Regions from separate parts of the Mus musculus genome. Here region 2 is linked to region 1. Evidence: chromatin contacts called from public Hi-C data. All regions are on one chromosome and are shown on one strand. Each heading gives the region's core, a stretch centred on a gene start, on an enhancer-like site or on the middle of the called end of the contact. The rest is flanking DNA. Distances are from core to core; before and after follow the strand shown. Region 1 holds the start of Tmem132b (transmembrane protein 132B). Region 2 overlaps Tmem132b (transmembrane protein 132B).

Region 1 (5,865 bases), core at 1,072-3,571:
TGCAATTCCGTATGCTTCAGCCCTCACGAAGCTCCAAGAAGTCCGCCCACCGCTCTCCTTCCCGGGGTAGCTGCCCACGCAGGAAGAGGGCACAGGCAACAGAACGTGTGCTATAGGAGCGCCTCCGTACAGCTGAACTCTTCAAGCCCCACTTCCAGGGTCTCAGCCACTCAATCTAAGGTTGGTCCAGAAACGATCTAGAAAATGCAGCCAGTTCTAGATGAAGCTGGTTAACTCCCAACCAACCAACCAACCAAGTGTAGGCAGCTCTTTCAGAAACATCACCCTTGTTTTGGAGCTAAATATAGGCTTAGCAAACTGTGTTTCTCTTTATGTCCCTGGTGGGAACCGATGGAAGGCATGGGCAACCGAGGACCCAAAGTATGGCAAGCTATGCAGCCGAGAGCTGCACTGACACCTCCTAGGAGGGCCGGGAATGAGTTCCCAGGGGTGGCACATCCTCTCTTCTACCACAAGCCTCCCAGAGCCATCCACGCACAGGCTCTTCTGTAGCTGGGTGGGGCTGGACAGGGTGAGGGGACTCGTTCTGGCACAAGGCAAGAAACAGGCAGCTTCCTCCTTCAAGGTTGCCCAGGATGGCTTTTTGAACACAGCCAGGCGAACGCTGACCCCCGTGGAGAGAGAAAATAGCCACAACACTGTAATTTGCAAGTCCGAGGGACTGTGCACTTTGGCAACCGCGTCTCAGAGCTTCCGCTCTGAGGAAATGGCCTGGACCCCCGTCAGTGCCCCTCTCCAACCCACAGGGGAGTTCCAAGAGCAAGCAGCTCGAGGTTGCTCATTAACGGCGCCAAGGAAGAGCCCTCCACTTGAGGACCAGAGCCATCCTCCAGTGGTGCAAACAAAGCCCAAGGCTGGCCACCATCTCTCCAAGGGGAAAGTCTTAGTAAATATTTGGGGTCACTTGAGGTCATCTAGAAGGAAGGCAATATTTACTTTTGCCTATGCACAGTCATCCTTCCAAACAAGTTGGCATCCAGGTTTACTCCTAAGTGCGACCTCACCCAGGCAGTCGGAGCCGCAAAGTTGAGGGTGCATTTTTCCTTCCGCGTTCTGGGTATCTGTACGGTCGGTTTTTGTTTTAAGGAATGGGAAGCGAAGCTCTCAGTCTAAAGCTACCTGCTCCCAAAACGTGGGCTTTAAAGGTCTGGAGAACACAGCCCTCATACGCACATGAACAGGGCTCGTGACTGTCGCTTCTTCCCAGCCTTTGGGATTGTCTCTACTTGCCTGGGGTGGGGGAGGGGGGTACTGTCATTTTAGGATAAGCTTCCTCTACAACCAACACGTAGCAACACCGAGGTGGCTGAACCTAGCCAACTCCATCCCAGGCTGCAAACAGCATATAACTGGCTATTCTGACTTCCCCCATTCGCGGGGTTTAGGCGACAGCTGCGCAGGTGCCAGTCTGGAGCCAGACTCCCGGATCCCGGGGCGAGGGCTCTGAACACCTTCACGTTAGACATCACTAGGTGCCTGAGCGGACCACGCTCCCGGGTCCTGCTAGACCACGTATGGGTCAGGGTGCTGGGACGACCCGCGCTTCCAGAGGGTGAGCGGCAGGGTCACCTGGCTGCCTGCGGAAGCTACTTTGGGAGACAGCGGGAGCCACTTGGGGGAGCGGGTAGCTTTGGGAGGCTGGAAACAGAGGGGCAACCAGGCGCGGGAAGGACTGCAGCCAAGCCAGACATGGCCAGCCCAGACGACCTCCAGGCCCCGCAGGTGTCCAGACAACAGGACAGCAATCCACGGACGCTGGGCCACTACATCTCCAGCAGACCCCGGGGCCCGGGTGCCAGGCAGCGTAAGGAGGGGTATTTCAGGGAGCCCTGCCTGTGGCTCCCGGAGCCCCAAAAGGATCCAAAGGGCAGCTGGGACTGGAGAGGAGGCAAAGGGGACGCGCGCGGGGTTTGGGCCGCCCGGGGCTCCCCAGACCCGCCAAGAGCAGGAGGCGGCGGCCGCCCGGGACTTGGGACCCAGGCAGCAACTTTGCGCGCGGGGTCGGGGAGGGGACGCGGCCGCGTTACCTGCGCAGCGGAGCGCGCTCAGCGCCAGCAGCAGCCCGAGCGACGCGGCCGGGGCCCGCATGGTCCTCCCGGGAGCCGGCGCCGGGCTCCGCTCGCTCCTGCGCCGCCGCCTCCCGCACCTCTCAGCTCCGCGCTCGGCCGCCGGCTGCAGACGGCGCCCGGGCTCAGCGCGCGCCCGCCCTGCACTTGGCCGGAGTTGCGCGGCCCCCGCCGGCGCCGCGGCTCCTGCGCCCCAGCGCGCGTCCCATCCCGCCGCCGCCTCGGCCAGCGCCAGCTGCCGGCCGCCCCTCCAGCCAGCGCGAGAGTGAGCGAGCCGAGCAGGGAGGAGGGGAGGGAGGAGGGAGGAGGAGGGGAGCAGCCAGGAGGGAGGAGGAGGGAGGAGGACAGGAAAGGAGGAGGAGGAGGGAGAAGGGGAAGGGAGGAGGAAGGAGGAGGGAGAGGAGGAGGAGGAATGGGGCTAGAAGAAGAGGGAGGAGGATGGAGTTAGGGAAGGAAGGAGATGAAAGGAGGAAAGGAAGGGGAGAAGAAGAGGAATAGGGAAGAGAGGAAGAGAGAGGAGGAACATACCCAGAGATGTTAAAGAATAGAAAAAGAGGAGGCAGGGAGGTGTCCTCCCCCCCCCCCAGTCCCCTCCCCTCCTCCGGGCCAAGACACCAGGCGGCCACCCAGCGGTTAAGCGTCAGGATGTGTCACTCACTCCCAGGGGAGAGCACAGGGCCGCCAAGGCCTGTGGAGACCCGAATAGGTAGTCGGGCAGGGACAGAGAGAGCGTTTAGAGTGCGGAGCGGGTTCCCAGGGAGTGTTGGGAGGGAGCGCAACGCTGGGCGTCCCCGGGGTTGAGAAGGCAAGCAAGCTACCGGAGAGGCCCGCAGAGGAGGCATCTGTGAGGGATAGATTGCTGCGCGCAGACTAGGGCACGTGATAGATGTGGTGTGGCCTGAGAGCCCGCAAGAGTATCTACCAGCCTCAGGCAGATCAGAGCGCTCTTTCTGTGCTAAGGAGTGGGGAGAGGAGGCACGGCTCCGCCACCAAGGCAGGTCGTCCGATATGTCCACGAAGTGGGCCAGGCTTCAGCCCGGCGTGGGAAGAGAGTCCCAGCTTACAGGGACCAAGAAACTACAGTCCCTTTGAATGCACAGCCTAGTCCAGGCGACAGGTTGAAACAGGGAAGCTCCGAGGTGCTTCTCTGAGAGGCCCTGGAAGTTCCCTTCACCAGGCTGCAAAGCCAGACAGAGGCTGTGGTGTCTAAACACCTGAATTAGAGTCTGGGTTCTGCTCAACCTGCCACCAGTTTCTGGTGTCCTGGCTTGGCGTAGAAAAATGGGTCAGAAGCCGGGAGTGGTGGCGCACGCCTTTAATCCGAGCCCTCGGGAGGCAGAGGCAGGCGGATTTCTGAGTTCGTGGCCAGCCTGCTCTACAAAGTGAGTTCCAGGACAGCCAGGGCTATACAGAGAAACCTTGTCTCGAAAAACCAAAAAAAAAAAAAAAAAAAAAAAAAGAAAAAGAAAAAGAAAAAGAAAAAGAAAGAGAGAGAGAGAAAGAAAGAAAGAAAGAAAGAAAGAAAGAAAGAAAGAAAGAAAGAAAGAAAGAAAGAAAGAAAGAAAGAAAAAAAGAAAGATGGGTCAGACCTCAAATCAGTCAACAGGGATGATGCAGACTGTGGCCCAGCATCCTTAGTTGAGAACCCAGGGCAGGCAAAACTCATAATCCTCCAAAGAGCCTCAATTTCCCAACCTGAGACATAAAGTCAGGGCAGCCTCTAGCTGGTATTCCCAGGAATGCACACAGGAAACCCCTGACCCGATCCGCCAAGGGTAACACCCTCATGCTCGCTGCAGCCGTTATCACCGTGTCTGATTTGCCTCCATGGGCGAGTATCAGCACACTCCGGCCTTCCCAGCTGGTGAGGGGGCTGGTGGACCTACTTCATTAGTAGGGACTCATTAGTCCAGGCAGCTCCAGGCTCTTCCACAATTTTTTAAAAAAGAAGAAAAGAATAAGGAGCAGGAGCAGGTTAGTTACCAAGAACAAATTCTGCTCTGCCTGCAGCCCTCCTTCATAAGGAATCCTGTCTTTGCCATGCTCCTGGCAAAGGCATCAATAGGTGGACAGTGGGTTCTGGGTTTCTTTCTTTCTTTCTTTCTTTCTTTCTTTTTTTTTTTTTTTTTTTTTTTTTTTTTGGTTTTTCGAGACAGGGTTTCTCTGTATAGCTGCCTCTGCCTCCTGAGTGCTGGGATTAAAGGCGTGCGCCACCACCACCCCGCTTGGGTTCTGGGTTTCTTCTTGAGTTCAGAGGTTCTGTGTGTCCCCTCTCCCTGGTGACTATGGCTGTAGGGGATGCTACCCAACCTCAGGTACTTCTGGGTGCCACTCCAGTCACCTTTTCCACCTCTCCTTCATTTACTAGCGAATATCACTGAGCTGTGCACCTACTGTGCTCGAGGCCTGGGCTGGATGGTGAGGACTCAAGAAGTAAACACAGCAGGAACCGCCACTCTTGAGGAACTGGGATTGAACAGCAGCCCCGTGATGGAGATAGCGCAGGCTGCAGCCATAGCCAGAGGGAGGCCAGGGTGTATTGGACCAGGTCATCAAGAGCTAGGATCTGTGACCAGAGGGATTCTATGGCTTCCTTGGTAGGGGCATAGTACATGGAAGGCAGGCCACAAGCCAAGATCCATAAATCCCCGGGGGTGATGGAAGGCATCGGTTACCTTACCCCCACCTCACACACACTCCCGTTCAGTTCAGAGGTACCTCATCACATCTCAGAGAACCTCTAGAGCTGGGCCGGAGTGCGCTCCCCAGCTGACCCTTGCTGGTGATGATGTAATACCACAGAGGAAGGAGGGGTCTGTTTTGTGGAATGGCTGACAGGGAGAAGGCAGGTTAGTTGCTGTGCGACTTTGTAGAAACCCCTAACGCTTTCTGAGCGTCCCTGCTTTGGCCTGTACCTTCACTGGGCGAGGATTTCTGCGTGTTAACCAAGCCGGTGTTTCTGATAGTATTTATGGAAATTCTAAGCAGAGGGGTCTGGAGGGCCCAGAAGAGCTGAGGAGCTGAGGGTATAACCAGGAGACCCTGTAGCTCCCTCAGCAAGTGTATCTTCTCATCCCTGCTCAACTTCAAATCCCCATGTTTCACCTGGCCTGGGGAGTACCAAGCAGGACTCCCAAGGTTCTATACATACACAAAGAAGCTGAGGTTGGAAATGACTCTCGCCCTGGTTCTGTAGTGTGGTAAGGGAAATCTAACCTGACCTTGAGGTGTAGAGCTCTGACCACCCCGAAGTAGCAGGTGGCTGTTCCCTTGGGACCCTCCCAAGCCTGGCCTCTAAAACCCTGCCCAGGTGCCTCTGGGCTTTGGACAAAGAGCAACATTACCATCTTGTGGCCAAAGCGGGTAGTGCATCCCTAGGTGGTGCAGGTTCCTCGCCCGGGGAATCAGGAAAGCTTGGGGCTGAGGCTCTCCATCCCCAATAGCTGGGCTAGACCAGGCACCAGGCTTGACACAAGGAACCCCAAGTGCAAATCCTGGGAGAAAGGAAGGGAGAATGGAAGGAAGAAAGAAGAAAGAAGGAAATGAAACTCAGGGTTGAAGAGCAGGTTAACAAGATGCCAGAAGTCCCCCATAAGCCTGTGACTTGAGACCAGATGGGAGGAAAAGCAAGAGATCTCAGCAGGAAACGACACTCACCCCACACACCTGACTTCAGTCCCCGGAATCCACAACGGAAGGAGAGAGTTGACTGCCACACGTGTGCTGCGTTACATATAAAGCATCACCATTCCCACTTCATAGTCATGCACAACAATCG
Region 2 (5,865 bases), core at 1,070-3,569, 100 kb before region 1:
TGTCCTCTGACCTCCACATGCACCATGACACACAGACGGACCAACAGGTGCACACACTAATAATAATAACTAATAAAAATAATAATTTTAAATTTTTGAAGAAAAATATGCAATGAGAGACAGCGGATAGCTGTGAGCACCCTGCTTGCTTTTTAAAAAGTACTTTCCCTCTGACTCTCTAATTGATCCATTCTTACCATTTCAGCCTTCAGTTCTTCATCGAAACAACAGCAATAACAATATGGTTGTCAGACTCTAAACTGTGATAAACGAAAGACAGGCAGCCTCACTATGTACGGTGCATGGAATCATAAAGGATGCTCTGAGCTGCTGTGCATCCCTGCTGTGGCTGCCCCAGGCTGGTGCCGCTGAAGGAAGGTCCACCCGCCATCCTGAGCATGTCTCTCTGTCCCTTGCTCTAGTAAACCACACATCACGGGGCTCACCTGCTCTGGGTGTCCGGGTGGTGGCCCATGCAGGACAGGACAGCCGTGGTCTGGGTACCGTCCTGCTCAATCTCCTCCTGCACTGCCCACTGGTCCTCGTGGCTCACCCGCACAGCCGTTATCTTCACACCTGCAGCCGCCTTGATTCTATGACATAAGAAGAAAGTAGACTCATGAGAAAATAGGCTTCACCTGGCCAGAGCCATGAGAGACACTATGGTGATCCGAATAGACTTCCCCCTATTCCCATAGACTTGTGTGTTTGAATGCTTGGCCCAGGGGGAGGGGCACTCTTAGGAAGTGTGGCCATGTTGGAGGAAGTGTGTCACTGTGGGGGTGGGCTTTGAGGGTTCCTATGTTAGGGCTTCACTCAGTGTGGAATGAGATCATCCTCCCGGCTACCTTTTGGATCAAGACATAAAATTCATCTGAGCAGTGGTGGCGCACGCCTTTAATCCCAGCACTTGGGAGGCAGAGGCAGGTGAATTTCTGTGTTCGAGGCCAGCCTGGTCTACAGAGTGAGTTCCAGGACAGCCAGGGCTATACAGAGAAACCTGTCTCGAAAAAATAAATAAATAAATAAACAAACAAACAAACATAGAATTCTTGGCTCCTCCCCCACCCCATGTCTGCCTAGGCACGGCCATGCTTCAGGTCATGATAATACCGGACTGAACCACTTAAACTGTACACCAGCCCCAAATTAAACGTTGTCCTTTATAGGGGTTGCCTTGGTCATGGTATCTCCTCAGACAGCATCTCTATCAGTATCACATGGAGATTCCCTTCCCAGGAAGCTAGAGGCTAGAGCGAAGAGAGGTTATGAATAGCTTTCCTCTAAGACTGATCTCAGGGACAGCAAGATGGCTCAGTGGGCTCAGTGGTTGAAGGCACTTGCCTGCCAAGCCAGATGCTCTGAGTTCAGCATCCAGAACCCACGACCTCCGCACACCCTCACGGCCCGGGTGCCCACCTCCACACATCCAAAATAAATAAATAAATGTAAGAGGAAAAATTTAATGCTGATATGTTCCAGACCATGGGCGATGGCTTCCATGGGTAAACCCTGACCTGGGGAAACTGAGGCAGGAGAATTGCTATAAGTTCAAGGCCAACCTGGGCTACACAGGGAGACCCTGTCTTAAGAATAAATAAGCAAATAAACGAATCTTGTCCCTTTTACACGTGCCTTTTACACAGCATGTTGCTACGCACCTCCGTTTTTCTGTCACTGGGTTTGAAAGGAATTTTATGAGAATTTTATCTTAATATTAAAAAGAGAGGCAAGGGCGAGAGCAAACTGGTTCAGGTGATAAAGGTGCTTCCCATCAAGCCTGGAGACCTGAGTTCAACTTCTGGGACCCACATGGTGGGGGGAGAGAACAGATTTATGCAGTGTGTCCTCCGGTCTCCATGTGTGCACCACAGTACACACACCCAACACATAGCCACTAAATTATGAACAACCACAATGAAAAATTATATAAGGAGGGAGGACACAGGTAAGTGACCCATCCCAGGAGTGACTGAAATGTGAGAGGGAGTGGTATATGTGTTAATGGGTGATGGCTAGGTGCCAGACCTGTCTTGAAGCCTGGCTCTGTCCCCTGCCTTAGAGAGTCTGGAGTATGCTCAGATATGCCAACCTCTGTGTATACATCAAATACAAAGATGGGACTCTGCCTCCTTCTCTCTCCCTGTGACAACCGCAGCCCTAGCCTGGACAGCACACCCCCAGAGGCCCCAATGTCACTCATCTGCCACCCCCTCTCCTGCATCTGATCAGTCATTCTTCCTGCTGGATTTAGGTCTTAAGCTCCTCTTCCACAAAGCTTTCTTTCTTGACACCATGACGCCCTAGCAGTTAAATTTATGCATGCCACAAACAGAGGTGTCCTGTTCCATCCCTGCCTCTAGCCAAAGGACCGAGGGAAGAGGATGTTCCAGAACTTGTGTCTACATTCAAAAGTCCTTCTCACCGAAGCTGCACCCTCTGGCCTGTGAGTCCTCTAACAACTCACACAGGGATCTTTCCCACACATACGATGTCTCAGAACCCCTTCATCATACCACTGATACTCAGACTAGAAGTGGGAATCAGATGGTCAGAGGGAAGTGCGAACCCAGTTGCTGGTTAGCCCACAGAGACCCCTCCCTGTAAGGCCTGAGCTACATCACTGAGCTTGTAAATCTCGGTTTTTCCTGGATAACAGACCCTCATCCACTGTGGTCTTGGAGGGATTAAGGATGCTCACAGGATAGTGGATGAAAGTCCATCACTAATGGTTGAATTCAAACACGGAAGTACTAACTATTTTCAGGAGACCCACCTAGACTTCTGGGCACTCACTGCCAGGCATCCTGGGCACATCTCTGAGTCTCCGGGCAGAATCTAGCTGTTCCTTCTAGATATTTCCTGGTCCTAATTCTGGGCAGAAAATTATTCCCACCTCCCAAGGCAAAGCCAGTGACACATACACACACACACACACACACACACACACTCACACATACACACATATACACACACACACACACACACAATTCTGGCCCATTCACCAAGCTTTCAAAGGATACCCCGACTCCTTCAGACACCTGACCCTGTCCGGCTCTCATCCATGAGACTTTGTCCCACAGTGAGCTCTCTTCTTATGGCCACAGCGTGATTGCAACAGCTCCAGACTGCACATCTTTATCCTCAGTTTTTTAAAAAAAAAAAAAAAAAAAAAAGATTCTCCTTCTGAGAACAAAAATCTTAAAGCCAGTTTTACAGGCTGAATTTGATGGGGTTTTTTTCGTAATGGATGAGGTTAATCCCTTATCAGAAGGGTTTAAAAAGAAAAGGATGCTGAAAAGAAGTTCAAGTCATAGAGGAAGAAATGCATGCTGGGTATTAAAAACACTTGTAAAGCCAAATTGTTGATATGCTGCCCGTCTCTTAAGCACAAGTTATGAAATTCTTAAAGCTCAGCCTCCCAACTAAATCCCCCTTAACTTCAGGCTATATTTGTTAAAGCGATTTAAGCTCACAGAAATTCAGGTCTTAAATATTCACTAACCTTGTTTTAGAAAAAAATATATATGTATCTTCAGACTTGGGGATATTCTTAGCACTTGGTATTTTAAAACTACAATATCCAAAGCTACGTAGAAGAGATTAGTGGCCCCACTGCTGTGGCAAGCTGGAGGTTTCCAGGGCTAAGCAATAAAAGTTACCACCGCAAAGTGTCCAGAACATGTAAGGAAAGTTAGCCAAGTGACTCGGTAATGGGCTAGCACACAGGAGAAGTCTTCCAGGGAATGGAGCCATCAAAGTGCAAGGTTTAGGGGCTGGGGAGAGGGCTCAGTTTGTAAAACACTTGCCGTTCTTCCTGAGGACCCCCGTTGGATTCCCAGCCCACAGGCCAGGAACCACCTGTAACCCCAGTTCCAAGGGGAAATCTGTCGCCCTCTTCTGGCTTTTGCAGGTAACTGCATGGACATGCACATAAAGACCCCCTCTCCCTGAATTCTTTCACCAGGTATCTGGAGTCTAGAGGAGGCAAGCCATGCCGAGAGCACGTTTTTGAACAACTATTTAAATCTGAAAGATGGAAGAGAAAAAATTCATGTGATGAGACCTTCTTCGAGCACCTGCCCCACAAGACCTGCCTTGGCACCCACAGAGCAGACGAAGTCTCCCTCCTGCACTCTTGGGAATGGATGCTGAAAATACATTTATTTTTGGCCTTTGAGTCAGAGAGAGAATGGAAAGCTCTAAAGAAACAAGAAGATCTCTGAGAATCATGGGGCTCAGCTCCAAGATCGGGGATGGGCAGGGTCTTCTGTGTGCAGATGTGAGCATCCCCTTAATGGCACATGAGGAGGCCAAGTAAGTCAGGTGCCACCAGGGGAAATTATCAACCTGTCTGACCATCTGTCTCAGCTAAAACTTACTTACTTAGCTTAATTTATTTATTTGATACAGGGTCTCATGATGTATCAGCCTTGACTGTCCTGGAACTCACTATGTAGAACAGGCTGGCTTGGAATTCATGGAGATCCACCTGCCTCTGCCTCCCGAGTGCAGGGACTAAAGATGTGTGTCACCACACTTGAATGTGTATAGAAAATGGTAGGGCCAGTGAGACTCCTGTCTGTTTTATGATACAAGCTGTGTGTTTGTCACATTCCTCACTACCTACAAAATATCTAGTAAGAACAATTTACAAATGGTGGGGCTTGATTCACGGTTTTAAGGCACAGCCCATCATGGGGCAGAGGCACTGCAAGAGTGAGGCAGCTAGATTGTATCCACAGTCAGGAAGCAAAGAAAGATGGACGCTGGTGCTCAGCTCACTGTCTCCTTTTTATTCAGCCCAGGACTCCAGCCATGAGATGGCGCTGCCCATGTTCAAGGCAGATTTTCCACCGCAATCAACCTAATCTGAAAAGTCCCTCTTAGGCATGCCCAGCGCCTTGTTTCCTAGGTGGCAATAAAGAATGTCAACTTGGCCATACCAACCATCATACTGAGTATGCCCAAAGGATACTCCACTCTAACCTGCCAACTATGCTCTGTGACCCTGGGCCAAGCACGCTGGAAAGCATCCCTGTCCTCCTTCCTTCTCGAATTCTGACCTTACACTGAGTACGCTTAGGAATGTGCTAACCAGAGGGCGTTCCTACTTGAAAACATAATGCACAGCCTCCCCCAATAAAATCGCCACACTTCCTTTGCTTGGAAGAGCATCAATCTAGAAATAGCACCAATACCTTCTTTAGCATAATCTTTCCCCTAAGCTTTCATTTCTTGGCCACACTTGTGTGAGCTTTGGGCAAAGCTGGGCACCCACTGCCTTCCCTTGTCTCTTTGCTTCCACCCTAGAAAGTTAGCTGGGATGCACACATCTCGAGACACACACCCACACAGAGACCAGGTGTCAGGTGTCTTCTATTATTCTCTGCCTTATTCCTTTAAGATGTTATCTCTCTATTGGGCTGGAGAGGTAACTCAGTGGTTAGAGCACTGGCTGGGTTGTTTTGGTTTTTTGTTTTTTTTTCCAGAAGAGCCAGGTTCACTTCACAGCACCCACACAGTGGCTCACAATGGTCTGTAACTTTCCTGGAGATCCAAAGCTGCCTTCTGCCTCCTCAGGCACCAGGTCTGCAAGTGACAAACAAACATATATGCAGGCAAAACACGTATACATACGAAATAAACACAAGCCTACAAAATCTCTCAGTGAACTTGAAGTATATCTTGAGGCAACTAGACCGGTTGGCCAACAATCTCCCAGCATCCACCTGTCTCCACCCCTCACAGGCACAAACAGCCATGCTGGACTTCTTACACGGGTGCCGTGGATTTAAACCCAGGTCCCTATGCATATACAGCAAGCACTCTTAACCCACTAAGCCATCTCCCTAGGCCTTTGTC

Evidence for each region. Hi-C and Micro-C count contacts between places; a contact is called where the count stands out from the background.
Region 2: a contact with region 1 is called in a Hi-C map of cerebral cortex, with 4 times the contacts expected there. The contact joins the enhancer-like site here to the promoter of Tmem132b in region 1. A contact is called at or near these places in 6 of 484 Hi-C or Micro-C datasets (cerebral cortex, cortical neurons, embryonic stem cells and 1 more) and 3 of 115 datasets of contacts at active chromatin or transcription factors (T-cell acute lymphoblastic leukemia, embryonic forebrain and neural progenitor cells).

What each region holds. Positions count from the first base shown.
Region 1 is chr5:125,528,874-125,534,738 of GRCm38.p6, reverse strand. Tmem132b (transmembrane protein 132B) reads right to left here and starts at 2,321. Exons shown (of 9, transcript NM_001190352.1): 1 at 2,049-2,321. The coding sequence starts at 2,109.
Region 2 is chr5:125,632,910-125,638,774 of GRCm38.p6, reverse strand. Tmem132b (transmembrane protein 132B) reads right to left here. Exons shown (of 9, transcript NM_001190352.1): 3 at 447-593. Among named protein-coding and RNA genes, the nearest start is that of Tmem132b, 100 kb to the right of the region's middle. Within about 2 kb of position 2,319, at least 7 of the 459 cell types and tissues checked have an H3K27ac peak or open chromatin away from gene starts, as enhancers often do. A contact at or near this core is called in cerebral cortex, where this site is marked.